2 separate regions of the Mus musculus genome follow, and region 1 is linked to region 2. A link is a contact called in public Hi-C data. All regions are on one chromosome and are shown on one strand. Each heading gives the region's core, a stretch centred on a gene start, on an enhancer-like site or on the middle of the called end of the contact. The rest is flanking DNA. Distances are from core to core; before and after follow the strand shown.

Evidence for each region. Hi-C and Micro-C count contacts between places; a contact is called where the count stands out from the background.
Region 1: a Hi-C map of pre-megakaryocyte-erythroid progenitors shows a contact between it and region 2, with 4 times the contacts expected there. The contact joins two enhancer-like sites. A contact is called at or near these places in 3 of 484 Hi-C or Micro-C datasets (LSK cells, neural progenitor cells and pre-megakaryocyte-erythroid progenitors), 2 of 115 datasets of contacts at active chromatin or transcription factors (bone marrow-derived dendritic cells and bone marrow-derived macrophages) and 1 of 9 other capture datasets (embryonic stem cells).

What each region holds. Positions count from the first base shown.
Region 1 is chr6:89,624,527-89,631,937 of GRCm38.p6, forward strand. No RefSeq gene overlaps it. Among named protein-coding and RNA genes, the nearest start is that of Txnrd3, 16 kb to the right of the region's middle. Within about 2 kb of position 3,720, at least 15 of the 459 cell types and tissues checked have an H3K27ac peak or open chromatin away from gene starts, as enhancers often do. A contact at or near this core is called in bone marrow-derived macrophages and pre-megakaryocyte-erythroid progenitors, where this site is marked.
Region 2 is chr6:89,262,392-89,268,975 of GRCm38.p6, forward strand. No RefSeq gene overlaps it. Among named protein-coding and RNA genes, the nearest start is that of Gm36735, 7.9 kb to the right of the region's middle. Within about 2 kb of position 3,095, at least 16 of the 459 cell types and tissues checked have an H3K27ac peak or open chromatin away from gene starts, as enhancers often do. A contact at or near this core is called in bone marrow-derived macrophages and pre-megakaryocyte-erythroid progenitors, where this site is marked.

The DNA of each region.
Region 1 (7,411 bases), core at 2,470-4,969, 360 kb after region 2:
AAAAGAACGATTTAAGTTGGTAGATTTTTCTAAAATTTAGCACACACTTGCATTTCTAAAATGTCTTTCAGTATGCTGCAGAACTAAGTTTGCCAATTCTTAAAAAGTAAACCAATCAAAACTTACCTTAAAAGACAATACTGTAAAATGATCTGTTTGACAAGTTAAAATTAAGACCAAGAAGTGCATTCAATTAAAGACATTTAAAAATTGTGTTGTTTTATTTTTCCCTTAGTTGGAAAAAAGAAAAAAAGACAAGAAAACACAAAAAGGAGAGCGCTCATTTTCATAGAAATCTCTTGGCACAAAGAAGGTAACAAATACGTAAAATTAAAGAAAAAGACAGAAGGGCCCCCTGACTTAGGTGAACATAGGAAGAAGAGGCAATTCCGCTAATGATGAACAAGCCAGAAGAAGCTCATATATAATCGAAGCATTCAGGAGGCAGAGGGCAGAGGCTAGAGGATTGGGTTCAAAGCCAGCCTGGACTACATGAGACCTTGTCTCAAACCCTCATGTTCTAGTCTTATTTCTATTGTTTTGATAAGTACTCTCAGCAGAAAGCAACATGGAGAGGAAAGAGTTTACTTGGTTTACAGTTCCAAGTTGCAGTCCATTTTTTGGGGTGGGAGGGGAAGGTCAAAGCAGAAACTCAATCAGCTTGTGACATCACATCCACAGTCAGGAGCAAAGAGAATGAATGCATATAATCTTGCTTGCTTTCAGCTACCTCTTTCCTCTCTTATCCTGTTCAGGAGCCCTTGCCTAGGGAATGGTACCACCCGTAGTGAGCTGGGTCTTACTATATTAATTACCAATTAAGACAGTCTCTGAGTAGTGTGCTTGCAGACCAATCTGACCTAGATTAATTCCTCATTTAAGACTCTTTCCAGGTGATCCTAGATTATATTAAGTTCACAGTTAAAACTAATCAGCACACCTCTACCCAAAATAAAAATTAAAAAAAGATAAAGATGAAATGTAGGTCTCTGTGTACACAGAGCATGCAGGAGGGTAGGAAATAAGTCCAGACTGAAGAAATATAGATCCTTAAGCAATGTTTCAGATAAACAACCTTGTCCCCCGGATAACCATTGGTACTCTCCTCTGTTTTATATTCTATTTACACCTGCTCTTTGTTTTTATTACAATCTTCATCATTTTCATTACAGCTTTGGTAGACGTGCCAAAGTTTATAACATACATGTAACTAGATGTGTTTTTATTCAAGCAACATATTTTTCTTCTAATGAACAAATTTAGTCCATTCATATATATTGTGATGGCTGATATTATTGATGTTGTTCATGAGACTTCCATTTTCTATTTACTGTGCTTTTAATTTATTTAATGTATTTGTTTTGTGTGATGCTGGGAATCCATCTAACAGTCTGCATCCCAGGCAAGTGCTCTACCACTCCTAAGCTGTATCTCCATCCAGCACTGACTATGCTTCTTAGTTGTCTCTTTTTCCCTTTTATTACAGTTTAACATAGCACATTTTCAGGGGGGTTGCTTTTTTTTTAAAATAGATAAGCTTATATTTGAAGCAATTCTGTGGCTGTGTTGGCCCAAGAGTCAAGAGAGCACACTCTTACTTCCTCACAGATGTGAGGCAGCTCTACTTGGCCTGCCGTGGGAGGTGGTCTCTGCTCCAACTGTTTGATGGGTTTTCTGCTGTACTATTGATGAACACGTGTGGGTGCCTGACTGTGGGGTATTGTACATGATATTTTAGACTCTACCCTTTGGGTGCTGGCACCTGTGCATTCTTTTTGGAGCCACACCCAGGAGACTTGCTTGGGGGAGGAGTGCACATGCAGCTAGCATTAGTGGCACTGTTAGCTTCCCTAGACAGTGCCTACACTGTTGCTTAAAACTTCATACTTTTAAGTAATTAACACGTGGCCTGGAGAGATGGCCCATCATTTCAGAATACTAGCTGCATTCCAGAGGAATGGGTTCACCTCCCAGCAACTACATCTGGTACCTCATAACTCCAGCTCCAGAGAATCTCACACCCTCTCCTGGCCTCCAAGGCCACTCCACGTATATGCACACACAATCATCCACATAATTAAAAATAAATCTTAAAATATTAAACTCAAGTTTTTCCCCCCACTACTGGGGTTTGAACCAGGGCTTCCTGCATGCTGAGTGCTCTACTACTGAACTACCCCCCAGCCCCGCCACACTTATTCTGACAACTTGTGCTGTTGTATCTGGTCATCAGTGTTTCTTGCATCCCCTTCTGTGCATCTTCACATTTCTTCTTGCTTCAGAAGCCTTCTATTATCTATCTTAGGGAAGAATGTGTGAGTACAAAAATGCAAGGCTCCTTTCATGCCTGAAAGGTCTTTATTCTGAGTGATAATGGGCTTTATAATGGGCCGAGTCTGTAATTACAGGTTCCAAGTGATTTTCACTCTGAACTCTGAGGATACTGCCCTGAGGATCCTGTCAGTCCCAGAACTCACACCTTCTTGTGCTGGAGAGAATTGCTTTTATGATTTCTTGGGCAATAATTTTCTTCCTTCTGTCTGCTCTCTCTTTCTAGAACTCAGTGTCCTGATATTTTCCATTTTTCTCTCGCCTATGCTCTTTCCCTCCCTTTCAGACATGGGACCTCAATATGTTACCCAGGTTGGCATCAAACACATGAGCTCATGTGACCATCCTTATTCAGCCTCCTGAGCCCTGGGATTACAGGCATGTGCTGGCCCTTTCTGATTACTAGGTCGTTTGCTGTGGCCCTTGAATAGAGCCCGTAGCTTCACACATGCTGGGTAAGCACTCTGCCATTGACTCAGCAGCCCCCCACCCCCGTGTTTTTGTTTCTTCATACTTTTTTAAAAAGAAAAAAAGATTTCTGTGTATGAGTGTTTTGCCTGCATATATGTATGTGTGTATGCGCCTAGCCTGGTACCTGCAAAGACCAGAAGACATAAGATTCCCTAGAACTGGAATTACAGATGGTTGTGAGCCACCATGCGGATGCCAGGAACCAAGAGCAGTCAGTGCTGGTAACCACTGAGCCATCTCTCCAGTGCCTCCATTTTTTTTTTTTTAATGTTCTGTTCTGGCATAATTCCTCAGCAAATTGTCAAGTCACCATCTTGATCCCTGGCTGTATTCGTTCCACTTCTCCATCTGCCTGATAAGCCATTTTCCTAGTTAAGGAATCAAGATTTTTCTATTTGTATTTTTATGAAGTCAGTATCCTTGGGCAGCGTTCTGCAGACATTCGTTATTTGAATTCAAGATTCCTGTTCTTTATATTAGGTCTGATTCCTGAGCAACACGTCCCTGTTGACTGACTCTGGCGGCTGTTCCACAGTGGCACTAGAAAGACTAATGCTCAGATTCTTAAACCAGCTCATAGATTTGCAAACAGATCTGAGCAGCTAGCAGCACCTATAGCTTTGCATGCTGAGCAGAGGTTCCCGCAGGACTGTGTCTAAGCGCTGTAACCCTACCACACTTCTTCCAACCCTCCTCTACTTCCCTGTTCCAGCACTTCTGGACAGGTTGGCTTGGTAAGACTTGGAGGGTGAGTAGATCCTTAGGAATCGAAGCAAAGTGGAGGTATCTTTTCTGGTGGAAGGCAGAGGAAGAGGAGAGAGTCAAGATGTGTCAGAATCTGTAGGATGTGAGACTCAGAGACTCTGGGTTAAGTCAGGAAATGAAATCAGTTGCGCAATGCAGAAGTGGTTGAAAGGGAAAGCAAGGCTGGTAAAGAACTGATAGGGACCATGGTGAGTGTGGTGACTGGCAGAGAGTCATCCCTAGACAGTGTTATTGTGCTAACCTTGCGGAACCATGGGGTCTATGCATCAGTAAGTGGGACTGGACCAGACACAGAAGCCTACTTTTCAGACTTCCCAGTCCTCTTCATTTTGCTTTTGGCAAGAAAAGCCCTGATTGTCCAGCTGTCAGAAGGAAAGGAGGGAGGGGGGAAGAAAAAGAAGAAAGCCTCCAGTCATCTTGTGTTCCAGTGACCTGGTGAGTGCAGGGCTATCAAAACCCCACGGAGCTTATACATGAAGCAACCTCGAGCTCTTCCTCTGCACTCAGCCTCCACATCTCTGGAACTCAGATTTTCAGTCTTGCAGGCTATAAACATCTTGCTCACAAGACCTGAGGAACTCTCCCTCGCTCCTGGCTGCTAAGTTCCCCCGGAGCCCAGAACATCCTTCATTCTAACTTGACAAAAGCGCTGTGCTTTGAGGCCTGTTTTATAGGTTTTCTGTGCTACAGGTTTGCGGTCCGTTACCGTCATCTGTCAGAGTTATAAAGCAGCACTGTGCTCACTTTCCTGTTGGTTGATTTTATTTAGACACTAATTCCTATAGCTGTTTAAAAAGAAGAAAAAGGATGAGAGCAGGCAAGGAACACATTGCAGTCTCTCAGCAAATTCTCCTTACCTGTTCCATACATCACGTCTCAGGACAAGAAGCACAAATAACTCAAGAAATACGCATAAACAACGCCACCGGTCTTTAATAACAGACAATTAGTGGTCTCCTAAGTTGCTCTCAATTTCTGGCTGTCTCTAGATACTGGCTCCTGAGGAAGGCAGTTCCAGGGCCAGTAACTATCACTCTATGTCTTTAGCAGTAGACAGGACTTTGGCCACGGAGGTACTGAATAAATTCTTGTGGGCAGAATGATTCCTGCAAGTAAGAACCAGACCTGAGAGGCCAACGTGCTGAGCCAGGTTGATGGAGCCATTTTTCAGGGGATGGGAGGAGAAGAGAAGGAGGCAGGCTGCAAAGGAACCATGAGTAATCTTGCTTAGGTCTGCAGCCAGCTTTGTCCCTTCGAGGCTGTGTCCCTGAGACAGTCATCTCTATAAAATGAGACAGGTATGCTTCGCTCTGTCACAGCCTGAAAGCTGCTTGGGCAGAAGCAAGAGGGACATAACCTCAAAGACACTGTTGGTCTCTTGGTGTCTTTTTTATTCACTGTGTAAAATTGATACATCTGTGTAGCCATTTACACAAGTCTGTTCACTGGATATGTAATCATTTACATATAATTTCCCAGTCCCAGCCTTAGCCTCTATTACATTCTAGAATCTACTTCAGACCCCAAACTTGAAGCATTTACTCCTTGAAGCAAAATCTCTTGTCTTTTCTGCTACTCAGACTCAGTGAAGGATATTGATTTTTAAAATAAATCTATTGCTTTTTAAAGATATATTTATTGTTTTTGCCTGTGTACCACATGTGTGCAGTGCTAACGGAGGCCCGAAGAAGGTATTGGATCCCTTGGAACTGGAGTTACAGGAGGGGATGAACTACCTAATGTAGGTGCTGGGAACTGAACCCGAGTCCTCTGAAGAACCACAAGCACCCTTAACCTCTGAGCCATCTCTCCAGCCCCTATTTAAAATTTTATTATCTATTTATTATTTTATTCAGTGTTACATGAAGCCATCTTCTCACAAGTATATATGCACTTTGAGCATACCCCCACCCCCTGACTCTCCCCTTCCTCCCTCTCCCATCAGCCCCCTTTCTTCATGTTGACAGTTTCATGTCTATTCTCACATGTGATTTTACGTGTTTGTAGATTTCATGTGTGGAACTCACCAGTGTAGGGAACACTTGATGTTTGTCCTTTTGAGACGGAGTTAATCTGCTTTAAGCGATAGTGTCCAGCTGCATCCACTTTCCTACACTGTTTGGCTGAGGAAAACTCCACTGTGTGTTTACGCCCACATTTTCTGTGTCCACTCCTTTGTTGATGGAGCCTGAGGTCCGTTCCATAGCTCAGCTGTGTGTCATCTGCTCTTTTTCCTGTGGCCTCTCTGTAGGTAGCTCTTCTGTGCAGCTTGGATGGACACACCCACCAATAGTGGCAGCATGCAGACAGAAGAGGGAGCTGAGGCAGAAGCCATGCAAACAGCATCCCTCAGGTTGCTAGGATCACCAGCCTTTCCACTATTGTATTTCATTTGAACTAGGGCAGGGTCTGTGAGCTGGAAAGGGTCCCATATTGTCCCCCAATGCCCTGCAGGTGACACACCTGTAAAGTGACCCTACTCTGCCATGAGCATTTGGTTAGAGCAACACTGTGAGTATCGGTAAAGTGCTGTTAATAGCAACGGTAGGACTTAATCTAAGCACCACTTTTAATGTTTATTTTTTAACATAAGTGAGCTAAGATGTCGTGGGGGTGGGCAGCTGTTAGACCTTTTCCATGTTCTTGGCTTCCTGTAGTGGAGAACTCTGGGCCTGCAGACTCTCCAGACTGCCTCTAAGTCAGTCCCATTGCTTTGAAGTCTCCACAGCTACTGGCTGCTGGAGCTTGGCTCAGAAGGCACTGGCCCCAGCCCACTGCTTCCATAGTTCCAGGAGACCTTTCTGCCATCCCAAGCTCTGGTGATCTCTAACAGGCTGATGGGGAGCACTCCCTAGCAGCTCAGCCGAAGGCATGTGATGGCTGTGCATTGGTCCCTTGCTACTCCCTTTCTGGGCAGTATGAGCAGGTAGTTGATCTCGCTTTTGGAGTCAGCTTGGAGACAGTTTCCTGTCTGGTGTTGAGACCCCCTAAAGGTCTTTTCTTCCTTACTTATGATGTTTATCATTAGCAGACCTGGTTAGGGAGAGCCTATAGAATGAGAAAGTGACCCAAGAGACTTGGGAGCCAGAAGGCCAGGGAGGGAAGGCTGAAGGCAAGAAATCTCAGGCCCCATTCATTGGAAGATCCAAGGGAGCTACCAAGTCTTAAGGGCTGAAGGTCCTGGCATCTTGGTCCAGGAGGTGCGGGGCAGAGGGTTTCACCGCTCAAGGCCCCTAGCAGCAGTGCTTGCTGGTGCCAATCATCAGTGTTGGAAGCTAAGTGTCAAGAACCAGTGCTGGGGGTTAAGGCCCAGGGCCTGTAGCCTACATACCTGGAGCCCCAAGTCTCTACCGCAGCCTGGAGCATCTGGGCCCCTGTTCTCAGGGCTTGAGTTACAGCCTCTGGCTCTGCCAACCCAGCTCCCATGTTTCTGATGCTCAATGGGGGGAGCACCTCACCTGCTCAGATTCCTATCAGAGGAGAGGGACGCCACCAGCTGACCATCAGCACAGTCGTCTGTCTCCTGCCCTTTTCCTGTCTTCTTTCATGGTGTCCCTCTTTAGAGTCTTTCCTCACTCCTATTTCTGCCTTCAAGTTGGCCACTCAACACCAAATTCACAACTTCTTTGAGCCTCAGTTTCCTTGCCTGCTCAATAAGAGTGAGCACAGCAGCTCAGAGAGAAGTAGAGTTTCAATAAGTTCACTCATAAGTGCTAAGTGCTGAGCGCCCTAAAGCCAAGGTGACCACTCCAGGAATATCCTTCCAGCTGTTTACCCAGCAGCAGCATGGGTGGGTCTCAGCAGCCCAGCCAGGACGGCTTTTAAGAGCTGCCTCTTTCATTTC
Region 2 (6,584 bases), core at 1,845-4,344:
GGGGTAGGCAAAAGAACCTGGTATATCCAACAAAGGCATGAACTGTGACAGCCTGAAGCAGGTGGAGCCATCTGTCACCTTCACTCCTGGTTGGTCAGTGGACCTGTCATGTGGCCTGCTAAGTTAGCAGCACAAGGCAGGGTGACTCAGGGAGGGAGGCTATAGTACTTCCACCTCTACTCTCTATGGCTGGATGTTGTCACATGAATGTAGGGAAGCTGGGAGCTACAGCAGACATCCCTCCACCACCACATGACACAGGAAAAGGCAGAAACAAAAGACTGTCATTCCTCAGCTTTCTGAAGCTACCCTTGGCTGGCTTCTCTCCATCCTTCTCGATGCCTACCTGTGCCCCCAAGGATGACCATTTGACTCTGTGGACCACAGATCAGTTTGGCTTCCCCACGATACTGAAGTCCAGTTCCAGAGCTGGCACGGAGCAGAGCAAGGGAAAAAAAAATCATGGGAATCTTTCTTCCCCTCTGTCATGTAGCTGATTAGTGGAACTGAAACATTTCCACCAAGAGATAGTCTCTAGGATTTGGTGAAGGAATCTCCAACTTATAAGAGTCCTAAGATAGCTAACTATGGCTGGGAAGGGGAGATTCTCAGAGGAGCCACCTACAGGCTGGGCTGGGAGCTCATGAGCTCCTACCCATGCCGGGGTGAGCTTTGAGTCAGCCACGCTCTCAAAAGTAGCCCTTCATCTATACCCCTGTAAGTAAATCCTCAGTCACACCCCGTGAGTGACCCCAATAAACTCCATGACTCAGCAAAATAGATCTGTATGGAATCCTCTCTTTGGTTGGTTACTGGTGTCCTGTCTGGGGTGAAGACTCATTTATTTGTTCATGTCTCCCTAAGAAGAGTCATGAGACACTCTCCCGTCCTAGCTCCCTCCTCCTGATCCCCTATAGCTGCTGTCATTCTCTTGGAGCAAGCCTGTCCCTCCACTGGGTCAGCACTGTCTTTCCCCTGCCCCCTTCAGCCCTGGAGGTGACAACAGCTGCTGATTTCTGGGTATTTCAGTGACCCTTGAGATTTTCTCTGATCCTGTCTACACCAATATAATAACAAAAAGGTCCCTTTGATGCAACCTCGTGTGTCCCAATTTACCATTAGGACCATCAAATAACTGGTTGCATTGGAGTATAGCTTGTCAATAAGTGTTCCCAGGAGACAGGGGTCCATCTGTCAGGAGTTGGTACCATCCCTATCAGAGGCCAGCACACCTCTGGGCATAGAAGGGAGCCAATGTGTCCCAAGCAGAAGAAGGTACAGTCTATCTCAATCAGGACATACCCTAGTAGGAATCTTCAATAGGAGGCCTCCAAAAAACTGTGTTTTGTTCTCGGCTATGGAAAATAGAAGCACAAGGTCTAAAGTGGGAATCTGAAGGGATAAATACACACACCTTGCTACACTCTGAGATCCATCACAAGCCAAGAGGATGGGGAGATGGCTCAGTGGTTAGGAGCACAGGCTGCTCCTCTTCCAGAGGACCTGAGTTCTATTCCTAGCCACTCTCATGACAGCTCACAACCTCCTGTAGCTACAGTTCCAGGGGATGGACACCCTTTTCTGACCTCTACAGGCACTGTGAATACATATAGAAGCAAGCAGGAAATATACCCACTGAATAATAAAATAACTTTAAAAAAAATTTAAAGACAAAAAGACAACCATAGAATCTGCCGTAGGGAAAGAAGAAACCCGGAGTGAGGAGGCAGATGAAGAGTGGGACTATTAATTACAGTAAGTGCCTGACACACTGTTTTACAATAACCACCTAACGAAAGAGCCAATCGTTCCATGAGGAGTCAGACGATAACGGAGTAAGTACCATTCATATAAGATCCTTCTAATGCAAAGTTATAAAAGATAGAAACACACCAGCATAAAAAATCAGAAGGAGCCTGTGGGTCAAGTGCTCACTTGAGGTTCAGTAGCATATGACAGAGAGCATCCCACAGGGCAGGAGGCACAAATGGTCATGAGATCTTATGTACCAAATTATAATACATTCTAAAAGAAAGTGAAGCTTTTTTTTAGGTTTATTTTTGTTCATGTGTATATGCCCATGTATGTATGTGCACATGAATGCAGTGTCCATACAGGACACTAGAGGCTTGCAGATCCCTGGAGCTGCAGGTATAAGAGGTTAGGAGATGGCATACATGGGAGATGGGAACTAAACTCAGGTTCTTTGTAAGAGAAATAATTGCTCTTAACTGCTGAGTCACTTCTCTAGCTCTGAAGCGAGTGAACTACAATTTATTTTTCAAGCTCTTGATGGTACGAGGAGACAAAAGAAATTAACAAAGAATGTAAATATGTTATTAATGGCATTGTATGCATGCACAAGCTCATAGTCATATATGCTTAGGTGTGAAACTTGGAATCTGACATGTCAGCCTTTCTTCATGACAACTCAGGAATAAACTAGTCAAGTATTCAAAATAAACTGTCAGGATATATAAATAAAAAAATTTGAAAAATTTAAAAGCCACATGCTTTTAATCCCAGCACTTGGGAGGCAGAGGTAGGCATATCTCTGAGTTTGAGGCTAACCTGGTCTACAGAGGGAATTCCAGGACAGCCAAAGCTACATAGAGAAACCTTGTCTTGAAAGAGAGAGAGAGAGAGAGAGGGAGAGGGAGAGAGAGAGAGAGAGAGAGAGAGAGAGAGAGAGAGAGAGAGAGAGAGAGAAGAAAGAAAGGAGAGAAAGGAAGAGAAAGAAAAGGAAAGAAAAGGGAAGAGAAGAAAAGAAGAGAAAGGAAAGGAAAGGAAAGGAAAAGAAAAGAAAAGAAAAGAAAAGAAAAGAAAAGAAAAGAAAAGAAAAGAAAAGAAAAGAAAAGAAAAGAAAAGAAAAAAATTTAAAGGGCAAAAGAAAAGAAGTAACAGCCACCAAAAGTTCAAAGGGGCATAGACCCTGTTCTCTGCCCCCAGTATAATTCTGACTAGGAAATTTTTAACTTTCGTTTTAACTACAAAAGTTTTCAGAGAGATCCTTCAAAAGGCTTGAGTAAAGGCAGACACATGCCTTATCATTGCTCAAAAAGGAGAAGCCTTAATGTGGCTCACTCAGCTTTAGCCCAGATAGGATGGTGGCATACCATAGCCCACAGGAAATTTCACCGCAAGAGTACTACAGAACTGAACAGGAAGGTGTGGCAGGAGTGGACAGGAAGAATTGAGAAGCCAACTGGAGACAGATTCACTCATCCTCCTGTATCTTCAATGTACCCCTGATGAAAAACTCAGACATCCACAGAGCAGTGCCGAGCATAAGAAGGCAAGCTACATGCTCCTGTGACACCCCTGGGTAACAGGACAGTGAACAGAAGAGGCACTATGTAGTAATATCAACTAGCCAAAAAGCATTAAGCTCTAAGGGAAAAAAAATTTAAGAGACTAAGGATGTTATTCAATAGAGCAATACTTGCCTATCATACACATGAGACCCCCAATACTGTATATAGGTAGATAGATAGATAGACAGACAGATAGATAGATGAAAGGTAGATGATAGATACAGAGATGATAGAAGAAAGATGATAACTATATAGATACATAGATACATAGATGATAGACGATTAGTCATAATGTCAAAAGCAAAAGTCACAATATTTGACTTTACTGTCACCTTAAGTATCTTCAGGGTTAAACAAATGGAATAAAGAGAATGAAAATTAAAAGCCAAGTAGAAAAGAGGTAATGGGTGTGGGGAAATGATTTCAGTGCTCCCGTATGTACCCAGGTAAAGGGTTAACATTTGTAACACATTAAAGAAACAAGAAAATATTAACATACAAATAGAAAAATGAACAGGGATTATGAACCCCCAACTTTCGATGAAAGAAATGAAAATATCAAAAAGCATTTGGGAAAAACACTCAGACTCATTAGTATTCAAGTACATGCAAATTAAAACAACAAGCCCCCAATTTCACCTATGAAATTGGCTCTTCATTATTACTGTTTTTGCACCTGGGTTAGGGAGCGGGTGAATCTGGGCGTTTCTGCTTCCGGGCGACCTGAAGTGGCATTGCTTGTTATGGGGCAATTTCATCTTCCATATCCATTCTGCTCACCTTTGACCCACCTCTAGTAGAATTTTGTCTTGAAAAACAAAGAATTAGCTTGAAGGTTGCTTATTGCTGCCTTTGCTTTTTCTTGTAATGTCAGTTAATCGGTGGCTACCTCTCTCTCTCTCTCTCTCTCTCTCTCTCTCTCTCTCTCTCTCTCTCTCTCTCTGTGTGTGTGTGTGTGTCTGTGTGTGTCTGTGTGTATTTTCCGTTTTCATACAATAGAATTCTATGTCCATCCATGACAGCATTGCACAAGTCTGTGTGCAAATGTAATATTGTGTGAAAAGAGCAGGTAATGAAATAATGCGTGCAATGATAAACCAGTCTCTGTAAAACTCGTGCAGGATACACCTGAGGTATCAGCACCTTCCCCCTGCATTGTGATTATTCCCACTTTTAAGTCTCTACAAAAGCCGTGCATTAATTACATGATACAAGTATGTGGTTTAAAGGACGATAGAGACCACATCAATTGCAACCCCATCAGACCATCACAATCAACAGCCTGGGGAAGGTGTACTGTAAAATTGTATGCATGATATGAAAAGATGGTCAGCCTGTGTCCTTAAGTGAAGACAGGGTAGCACAAAACAGTGTGTGCGCCATAATCTCCTTTTGTTGAAAACAGAAAATACATCTATTTATATGCACCGGACATAGCAGATTATAAAGTGAAAAGCCGGGAATGGTTGTCTCTGGCTGCCACAATAGGATGATGCCAGCACGCTTTTTGCTTTCTGTATTTCTGCATCGTCCGCATTTTCTGCAGCTAAAATGTATTATTCTGAAATTAAAAACTGTCCTTCTTTCTAAGAGGCTATTCATGTCCTTATGTAGTACAACCCCACTGTGCCACCTCTGTTTTGAGGAAATGGCCCATTTCTGTGTCTGCTTTCTCACCCAGTGCTTCTGGCTCCCAAGGAGAGTATCACAAGGGCCCTAGAGCATCTGTCACACTGCTGACTGTCACTCTGGAGATGCACGTGGCTTCTGGAAAGAGTCCTAGGACAGTCCTCCAGCAAGCACTGTCTGCCTCAGCTGTGAAGGATCTGAGGCCAAGAGCCCTGTCTGAAATCAACACACTCGCCATTACCACTTAGAAAGCAGAGCATTTCCTCCCTGTCTTGCAAAGGGTCACATTCAGAAAAGCCAAAAAGCTGAATGTACCTAAGAAGACATCCAGGAGCCTGGGGCATATGGAGGGTGTCTTATTCTACAACAATCACTATAGTAGTCCAAGCATAAATCTCAGGCCATTTCCTACCAGTATAAGAAAATGCCCAACAGGGGCTAATTTATAAAGAAGAGAGTTTATCTGGCTCAGGGTTCTGGAGTCAGGGAAGTCCAAGAGCATGGTGACATTTGGCATCTAGTGACATTTGGCAAAGACCTCAGTTACATCAAACACGACACAGGTTATCACATGGGAGGAGGAGCATCATTCAAGTTCAGGCCTCTCCTCTTCTGCTGATGTCACCATGGAGGCCTCCTTCCCGATCTCCTTTACACCCAGTCACTTCCCAGACACTGCATTTCCAGACACCACTAACATGTAAGTTTGGGGATGGAATCTCCAACACTTGAGCTTGGGGTGGGGGCACATATTCTAACCCCAGCAGCACACCAAACAGAAAAGAAAGAAGGTTCTACACGCAGGGCTGAGATGGGAGAGTGCACAAGGCTGCTCAGGGCCCATGCTGGCTGGAGGAATAGCTGTGGCATTGCTTCTGTGATAGAGCCTCTGCAGTGCATTGCAGTGCAGACAGAGCCCGCCCCACCACCAAAGGAAGAAGCAGAGCCTCCTTGCCTTGTACCTGGGGCCAGACTACCATAGCTGCCATCTCTCTGCTCTCCTTCCAAGTGACATCATTAGCTCCCATTGACATGCCGGCTTGCAATGAGCCCAGAAAACACAGCTCCCATTCTTCCAGCCTTACAGAGGGAAGCTTAGATCGCACCCTCAGAACCCAGCCACTTCCTTATTCTCCCAAACAAGAACAGCACTGGCACATCCCATTTGTTGCCATTTCCTGGACACATCCTCACATTCTCACCTCTCCCCAAAAGGCAACATGGACCCTGCTTTCAGTTCCAGTCGCCATGCAGCCTGGATACTCTCCAGCATTTGGTTAAATGTTAAATGCTATAGACTAGTAACAGGGGACAGAGAAGAAATCTGGAAACATTAGAGAATAAACACATCCTATGCAGAGGAAGATAGCACGGCTACACTCCCTGATTCTGAGTTCTTTCCTCCCCTCTTCTATCTGCTTTAAGTTCCCTTTGATTCCAGCCAGCCCCTCCACTGTGGTTCTTCACTAACAGTGAAACCAGCTGGCCTCCACTCTAGCTTTTTCAGGTTGCTATCCTCTTCCACTGTTCTTTATCACCAAAGATCCACAGAGGTCCCCAGAGAGACTCCAGACCTGACCCCCACAGTCCCTATCACCCATTTCCCTTTGAAGACAGATCTGTTCCCGACAACCAATACAA